Regions from separate parts of the Macaca mulatta genome. Here region 2 is linked to region 1. The links are chromatin contacts, called in public Hi-C maps. All regions are on one chromosome and are shown on one strand. Each heading gives the region's core, a stretch centred on a gene start, on an enhancer-like site or on the middle of the called end of the contact. The rest is flanking DNA. Distances are from core to core; before and after follow the strand shown. Region 1 holds the start of LOC144337759. Region 2 holds the start of LOC106995021.

Region 1 (4,116 bases), core at 290-2,789:
CCTGCCCTACGCCGCGGAGCTGCCCATCTTCCCACAGCTGGTAAGAGCCCGCGGAGCCAGGGAAGGAGGGGTTGGCGCTGGGGCGCAGGGCGAGCTGAGCGCGCGGGGTTCGGACTAGAGGGGTGCAGGCCAGGAGGGGGGAGGCAGCGACGGCTGGGGCTCACCCGCGCTCCCTCCGCGCGTGTTCCTTCCTTCTCCATGTGCCTACAGGGCGCGCAGTATGAGCTGAAGGACAGCCCCGGGGTGCAGCATCCGGCCGCGGCTGCCGCGTTTCCGCACCCGCACCCCGCCTTCTACCCGTATGGCCAGTATCAATTCGGGGACCCGTCCCGTCCCAAGAACGCCACCAGGGAGAGCACCAGCACGCTCAAGGCCTGGCTCAACGAGCACCGCAAGAACCCCTACCCCACCAAGGGCGAGAAGATCATGCTGGCCATCATCACCAAGATGACCCTCACCCAGGTGTCCACCTGGTTCGCCAACGCGCGCCGGCGCCTCAAGAAGGAGAATAAGATGACTTGGGCGCCTCGCAGCCGCACTGACGAGGAGGGAAACGCTTATGGGAGCGAGCGCGAGGAGGAAGACGAAGAGGAGGACGAGGAGGATGGCAAACGCGAGCTAGAGCTGGAGGAGGAGGAGCTCGGGGGGGAGGAGGAGGACACGGGGGGCGAGGGCCTGGCGGACGACGACGAGGACGAGGAGATCGATTTGGAGAACTTAGACGGCGCGGCCACCGGGCCTGAGCTGTCCCTGGCTGGGGCGGCGCGCAGGGATGGCGACCTCGGCCTGGGACCCATTTCGGACTCCAAAAATAGCGACTCAGAAGACAGCTCTGAGGGCTTGGAGGACCGGCCACTACCGGTCCTGAGTCTGGCTCCAGCGCCACCACCAGTGGCCGTGTCCTCACCGTCTCCGCCCTCGCCCCCCGTGGGCCTGGACCCCTGCGCTCCCGCACCAATCCCCGCCTCCGCCCTGCAGAAGCCCAAGATCTGGTCCCTCGCGGAGACTGCCACAAGCCCGGACAACCCGCGCCGCTCGCCTCCCGGCGCGGGGGGGTCTCCCCCGGGGGCAGCGGTCGCGCCTCCCGCCCTGCAGCTCTCTCCGGCCGCCGCCGCCGCCGCCGCTCACAGACTGGTCTCAGCGCCGCTGGGCAAGTTCCCGGCTTGGACCAACCGGCCGTTTCCAGGCCCGCCGCCCGGTCCCCGCCCGCACCCGCTCTCCCTGCTGGGCTCGGCCCCTCCGCACCTGCTGGGACTTCCCGGAGCCGCGGGCCACCCGGCTGCCGCCGCCGCCTTCGCTCGGCCCGCGGAGCCCGAAGGCGGAACAGGTGACTGCTGAGCGCTGGACGCGGAGCGGGGGCGGGCTCTGCGGATAGTGCCGGAGCTGGCCGGGAGGGGCAGGGTCCGGGAGGCGCAGGGCGCGTCCCTCTCCGCTCCTGCTTTCTGCGGCCCTGGGCGCCGGAACCGAGCGCTCTAAAGGCCCTCCTTTTTCTTCCCCCGCTTCCCTTAGATCGCTGTAGTGCCTTGGAAGTGGAGAAAAAGTTACTCAAGACAGCTTTCCAGCCCGTGCCCAGGCGGTAAGACCCCGAGGTTGGGGGGCTGGAGGGACTGACAGGAGGGGAAAGGAGAGAACGTGGAGCACCACGCACGGCCTTTTGCCCGGGAATAGCATGGAACCCTGCTGGGACGCATTTTGTAAAAGGGGACGAAAGTCACTTCTTCGGTCGCCCCTGTAGGCCCTGCGACAGCTCTCCAGGTCCAGCCCAGGCACCCCAGGCGCGGCCGGTGGGTACAGCGCCTGTACCTTCTAGGGGAAGCCTTGCGTGGCTGGGCCCACAGGCCACTGGGGCGGGTGGCGGCTCTCTGATGCTCACCTCTTTCCAGCCCCAGACCTCGGGTCCTGACGCCTCGTGCCCACCCTACAGTTAAACCCCCAACACACACATCTACAACTGGACATAATTTTACATTGCGACACCTTCCTGACTCTCGGCCCCAACCCAAGTAGGATCTCCCGGCCCTAGGCCGCCTCTGCGCTCCTGAATCTCACCTTTTTTGCTATTACTGTCTCTCTCTTCCAGGCCCCAGAACCATCTGGACGCCGCCCTGGTCTTATCGGCTCTCTCCTCATCCTAGTTCTTTAAAAAACAAAACAAAACAAAACAAAAACTTTTTTTAATCGTTGTAATAATTGTAAAAAAAAAATCGCTCTGTATAGTTACAACTTGTAAGCATGTCAGTGTATAAATACCTAAAAGCAAAACTAAAAAAAAGAAAGAAAAAAGAAATAAAACCAGTCCTCCTCAGCCCTCCCCAAGTCGCTTCTGTGGCACCCCGCATTCGCTGTGAGGTTTGTTTGTTCGGTTGATTTTGGGGGGTGGAGTTTCAGTGAGAATAAACGTGTCTGCCTTTGTGTGTGTGTGTATATATACAGAGAAATGTACATATGTGTGAACCAAATTGTACGAGAAAGTATCTATTTTTGGCTAAATAAATGAGCTGCTGCCACTTTGACTATAACCCGCCTGTCTGCCCCCTCGACGGATCTGTTTGGTGTTTTTTTGTTTTTGGGGTTTTTTCTCCCCTTGGTTGTTTGAAGAATTCGCGGGAAAGGACGAGAGACGAATCAGGACCGAGTAGTCAAACGACAGCAATAGCTGAGGGGGCGCAGAAGTGGCGGGGCTGGGGGCGCCGCAGCAGGAGAAGTGGCTGGAAAAGCACCTGGGGCGGCGGAGAGAACGGGAGCAGGAGACAGGTGGGAGACCCCGACAAGATTCTTTGCTAAGAGCCAGGAATCTGGGCCCGACCCACAGTTCTACGGGAGCAACCGCGGTGGCTTGGATCCTTCTCTGGCGACCTTGCCAAAAGATTTAGAGAAGGGTCTGGACACAACGGGGTTAGCCTGCGCGGGTGGTGGGGGCGTGTTCTCATCACTCCCCCCCGCCCCGCCCCCGTCCCCATTCTTTGATCGACACAATTGAGGCTTTCTCAGTGTTACCTATAAGAGGTTGTACGAGCCCAGATTCCATCCTCCTTCCAAGCCGGTTGCACCCCTTCTGTCTTTATAAATGCCAGGGTGTGGGGTGACGGTGGAGGCAGATATGGAGAAGAGGGGAGCCTAGGGGTACATATCAACCCTCTAGATGATGTGTGACTGCCCAGCTCTAGTTGAGAGTTGGGAGCCCGGGTCCTGGCAGCATCTGTGCGTCTTGGCACCCTGGTGGGTTTTCCCACGTGCCCTAGAAGAGGCATCCTGCTAAAGTCCCGGCGCAGGGGTTGCGGGGGTGTCAGACCCGCAGCACCTTTCCAGCCGGGATTCCGGCTCCAGGCGGGCCTGGGGTGGGCGGGCCGGGGGAGGCAGCTGGGAAATTTGGGGCTGGAGCTCCCTCTACAGGACAAAGGGGACGCTCGGCGCCTCGCCTCCCTGGCCTCTCCACCCTGCCGCGCGCCGCGCCCCCTCCGCACCCTCTTTTTCCTCTCGCAGTCAGCCAGCCAGCCTGGCCCAAGTTTGACTTGAAGAAGCTGTAGGGAGTGTTTGGGCGAGTGACACCTCGGGGTAAGAAGGAGAGACACATTTTTTTTGCCCCCTCCCCACGTTACTAAAGGTACGGTGTGGCCAGATGCGGGGTGTTTGACCCTCACAGTGGCGCGGTGTGGCCAGATGCGGGGTGTTTGACCCTCAGAGTGGCGCGTGTGACTATCTCCCGCGTTCCAGGGAGGTATGGGAAGCGCGCACATTCCCCGAAGCCACGGAACAAGACACGGCTCAACATTGCACAACTTCGAGACCCGGCGGTAGCAGAGCGGAGCCCGACAGGACTGGGCCGTGCGGGCCCAGCGGTCAGCGCCGCGCCTCGGGAGTCCCTTCCGCGAAGGGGGCGATCAAGGTGCAGCGGCGCCCCATGGGCGGGTGGGGAGGGGGCTGTGTCGGCCTCTGTGTCACTCTGCGAGCGCACAGAGGGCTGGCGAACCGCTAGTGGACACCCGGCAAAGCCGCTCCTCCGCTGGCTTGCTCCTCCAGCCCCTTCCTCAGAGGCCAAAGAGACGTCTCCTTGGCTCCCCAGCGTTCCCTCTCTTTGTTAACGGTGTTTCTGGGGTTCAGGCTCCTTCCCAGTTC
Region 2 (4,111 bases), core at 227-2,726, 650 kb before region 1:
CGGCCCCCCTCTCACCCCTCCTCTTTGCCTCCCCTTTTCCCCTCCCCGGTCTCTCCCTCTCTCTCGCTTTCTCTCAGACTCTCGAGCGCCGGCCCCAGGATGACAATCACATCCCAGGAGCGCCGATCTCTTCCAACTTTCCTCTTCTGCTAACTTGGGGCGGAGTGGCAGTCCCGCCGCACGGCCGGCCCTGCAGCGGGTCCCGCCGCCCCGAAGCACAAAGGGAACAAGGCCGCGGACTGTGCGCCGGCGAACGCTCTGCGCTCTCCTAGCCACAGTAGATTGCGGACTTAGCGGATTTCTTGTTCTCCGGCAGGCTGGGCTCCGAGGCCGTTCGTTGCCCACCGCTCTCTGGCGTCTTCCCCAAGCCAGGGAGGCCGAGAGCCAGCTGGAGATCCCGAATGAAAGTCTCTGGGAGAGCCGATGGATGGCCCGCGCCCAGGGCGCAGGAAGTCCGGGATGACTGCCCCTCTGCGCCGGCAGCAGCAGGTGGGCGAGAGACAGGCCTCAGACGTCTGCACGTCTCCGGCTAGCCTTCCTTCTACCGACACGCCGCCGGACGGCGAGGGAAAAGACACTGGTTCCTGGAATTACCGGGGTAGCCTTTTTCTAGAGTATGGGTGGTGGGCAAGAACTGCCAGAGAATCAGCTACACCCGAGGAGGTCTCGGGACCGTCCCCAGCTCCACTCCCACGCCTCTCCGCCTCTTTCTCCCGGCTTTCCAATCGCACGCAGCTCGCACCGCCAAGTCGGTGGTGGTGGAGGGAGCAGGTCCCCTTCCCTTTTGTTCAACTAAGTCGCCTTCCCCTTCGCACGCACTCTCGCACCCGCCCACGCTCCACTGCAAACACTGGGCAGAGCAGTGCCCAACCCAACCACTGTTTGTTCAGCGAGGCGCTGGCGAGGCAAACACACACAACTGAGTCAGAGGCAGAGCCCTTGCCCACGACGGCCACACAGTTAGAATACAAAACAGACCCTCTCCTCTCCTCTCCACCTCCCGCCGCCACAAGCCACGGAAGCACTCGAACTCTGGGACAGACAGGGGCGCTGGTGAACCAGGACAGAGGATGGCACAGGTTTGGGCACGCCGCGGAAGCTCGGGATTTCGGAAACTTCGCATAATGGGGCCACACGCAAGCCCAAGCATAACTATATACAAAGTTTCTCGCATTGACTTTGACGGGCGAGACGTACTTTATTTCGCGAGCTCACACTAACCCACCCGCCGCACCGGCACCCGCTCGGCAGTGCGCCCTCGTGCACGCGCCTTGGCTCCTCCCCTCCGTCCGCTCCCCTCCCCCAGACACCGCCCACCAAGAGGACTGACCGGTTCAGACTACATTCTCCGAGAACCCCTGGGTCCGCCCAGCCCAGTGCCTGACACCTCCTTCACCTATGATTGGGCCCTGGCCTCTCTGGGCTCCGCCCCCTGGTGACGTAAGCCCGCTTTCCTCCTAGTCTCGGCGCCAAAGGGGCGGGGTGAGGCGGGGCCTCGATCGCGCTATTGTCATGGAGACGGGAAGCTGGCGGCAGCGGCAGCGGGGACAGCTGGGCCGAGGTGGCTTCCAGCCGGCCAATGCCTAAGCGAGGCGGAACGCCCCGGGCGGCCCGAGCCTGGGGCAGCGCGGAGCCGACCAGTGGTGGCCTCGCCGGCGGCCTCTTCCCGGGCTCGCGGTGGGCCTGAGTCTTCGCCGGGAGCTCCCGGGAGCAGCGTCCCCGCCCTGCTCCCCTCGCTCCCGCCTCTTGCGGCCCCACGGCCCCTCAGCGCCCGCCCCCGGCTCCGCCCGCCGCAGCGGCAGCCCCTGGCGCTAACGGTCGGTAACGGCCCGCGCGCGCCGCCCGCCGGGGGCTCGCGCCAGCCACGAGGGAGCGTCCGCGGCCCGCGCGCCCGCGCGGCGGAGGAGAGGTGAGCCCCCGCCCCGGCCAGGCCCCCTGGCCGTGCAGTCCGCCCCTCGAGCCGCGTCCCCTGGTGGACCGGACGGACGCGGCGGTGCCCCGCGCGCGACCAGACGTCCCGTGGGCAAGGGCCTGGGCCTCGGGCCGCGTAGGCGCCGAACGAACCTCTCTGGGTGTCGGCGTTCCGCGGGGGGCGCGCGTGGGCGTGGCCCCTCAGTCCACGCGTGGCCCCTAAGTCGCCGCGGCTCTCGTCCGGGACGCGGCTTTCCGGAGTAGAGCCCTGGAGGTTTGTGCCACCGAGAACCCGAGTCTGTGACACAGACATCGTCATTACATCATCCTGCCACTCCGGCCGTCCCGCTCTTTCTCCCCCCATCCCCGCCCCGTGGCTTGTTTGTTAGTTGGTTTTTTCATTTTTTTAACCCCATTTTCTTGTACTGTCTTATTTTTGGTGTCAAGGACTGGAGAGACTCCTGCAAGATATTGAGGCATTTAGAATGTATGGTTCTGTTGCCGTGGTTGTCACCTCCGCTCTATGTCAAATTTAAGACTCATTTCTTAAGGATGTCTCTATTTTCTGCTTTATTTGCACATTGATGGCTCTGCTGCTCAGCTGGCAACGGCCACCCGGCGTCTGAGATAGAATTGTCTTAATATGAGAAAGGGAAGGGCGGATCATGATTAGCAGGCAGACTGCATGCAGGTAGCGTCTGGCGGGTTTTCTCCGTTTTTATATGAAAGCGTTCATTTTTTTTGCTGGTAAACACGAGCTTTTAACTTTTTGTCTGGATAGTCGAGACCATTTGTTTCGCTGTTCCCTCCTTCTTACTTCCTATTTATCGGCTTTTCCGTTTGGAAAGCTGCATACTTGGTAGCGGTAGTTTAATTGGTGCCTTGACTCTGAAGCTTTCTCTTCCAGCAGAGGTGGGATCTGTATCCCTCCCATCCCAGGTTACCAAGAAGACTTTTTCTCCCCTTGCTTTCTGTTGCATTTGTATCTTTCCAAACATTTAAACTTACACTAGGGATAAGTTTGCTCGGGTTGTTTTTAACGTAGGACTATTAAATATTCTCATTTTAAAACTTCCTAAAGGTTTATTGGTTTGTCATGTCTGCACGGATCCAGTTTCGCATAACTCTTAAAATTTAAAGCTTTAAAGTAGGATTCGCAGTTGTATTGCCAAGACATGGCCCTAGAGCTTGTTCTTCAAGTTTTGGCTGTACAGTTGTCATTGTTTCAGTCAAGTGCAAAAGAGGTTATTCCTGTTTATTTAGTGTAATAGCTATTTACAGTTAAAACTTTAAAGACTCATAAAAGTAGGTCTGCTGTATTTTAAAGATCTCATCATTCTTGTGGGAGAGACACAACACCAACACTAGGAAAGGCAACAGATTGCTTCTGTCATATCGCTTTGCTGTTTTGGAGTGTACTTAAAGGATTATGATTGATAAGGCTGTCTTGCCAGAGAATGTTGACACAGGTGTGCATCGTTATCTTAATTAAGATCCTGAGAAAATGTTGTCTATAAATGGTGACATAAGAAGGGCGGCATATTTTTGTACAGTTTTGCTTTTGGAGAATTTAATTGCACTTGAAACCTGTCTTTGAGCTTCCAGATTTTGTGAGCACTTTGGCAACAGAAGTTTTAGAGAGAAATGATAGTTTAATGTTAAGTGTTCTGGCATGGACTAATACTACTTGTGGCTCTTTGGTAATGCCTGTGTCGGTTTCTTTGTGCTCTATCTTTGTGGAATAATGGTTTCTAATTTTGAAAGAAAAGCATAAAATAGAGCAGTATTTTATTAAGCAAACACTTTATTAGTGTTCAGAATAAATCTGTAGAGGAAGGCATGCTTAATGTGCAGGAGCAGGAATGTAATAAGAGGTAAATATATGAGAAATTTGTGCCATTTCGTTTTTGTGGAAAAGAAGCAGTCTCCTGGGGTGCCTTAATGATCTGAAACAATTTCTTTTTCATATCAAGTACTTAGCTACAATGTTTATGGAATGCCTTGTTTTTATTTATAAAAATAGAAGAAAACTGTTTTATTTCTTCCAAAATATTGTTCTGTGCATTTGAATTGATGAGTAAGTGAAGATAGTGCATTTAGTCTCTTACTCGTTTAAGGATCTGAGTCATAACCTGGGTGACCACTAAAACAGTATTACTGTTCTTCACTCCAAATCTTGGAATGCAAAAACACTGGCAAG

What was found. Hi-C and Micro-C count contacts between places; a contact is called where the count stands out from the background.
Region 2: a Hi-C map of fetal cortex germinal zone shows a contact between it and region 1, with 4 times the contacts expected there. The contact joins the promoter of LOC106995021 here to the promoter of LOC144337759 in region 1. A contact is called at or near these places in 5 of 14 Hi-C or Micro-C datasets (blood, fetal cortex germinal zone, fetal cortical plate and 2 more).

Annotation. Positions count from the first base shown.
Region 1 is chr20:49,757,246-49,761,361 of T2T-MMU8v2.0, reverse strand. It overlaps LOC144337759, which reads right to left and starts at 1,539. Exons shown (of 2, transcript XM_077984760.1): 1 at 1,246-1,539. IRX3 (iroquois homeobox 3) reads left to right here. Exons shown (of 4, transcript XM_015126150.3): 1 at 1-40; 2 at 211-1,327; 3 at 1,510-1,576; 4 at 2,081-2,519. The coding sequence ends at 2,135.
Region 2 is chr20:50,404,540-50,408,650 of T2T-MMU8v2.0, reverse strand. It overlaps LOC106995021, which reads left to right and starts at 1,476. Exons shown (of 5, transcript XM_028840650.2): 1 at 1,476-1,909.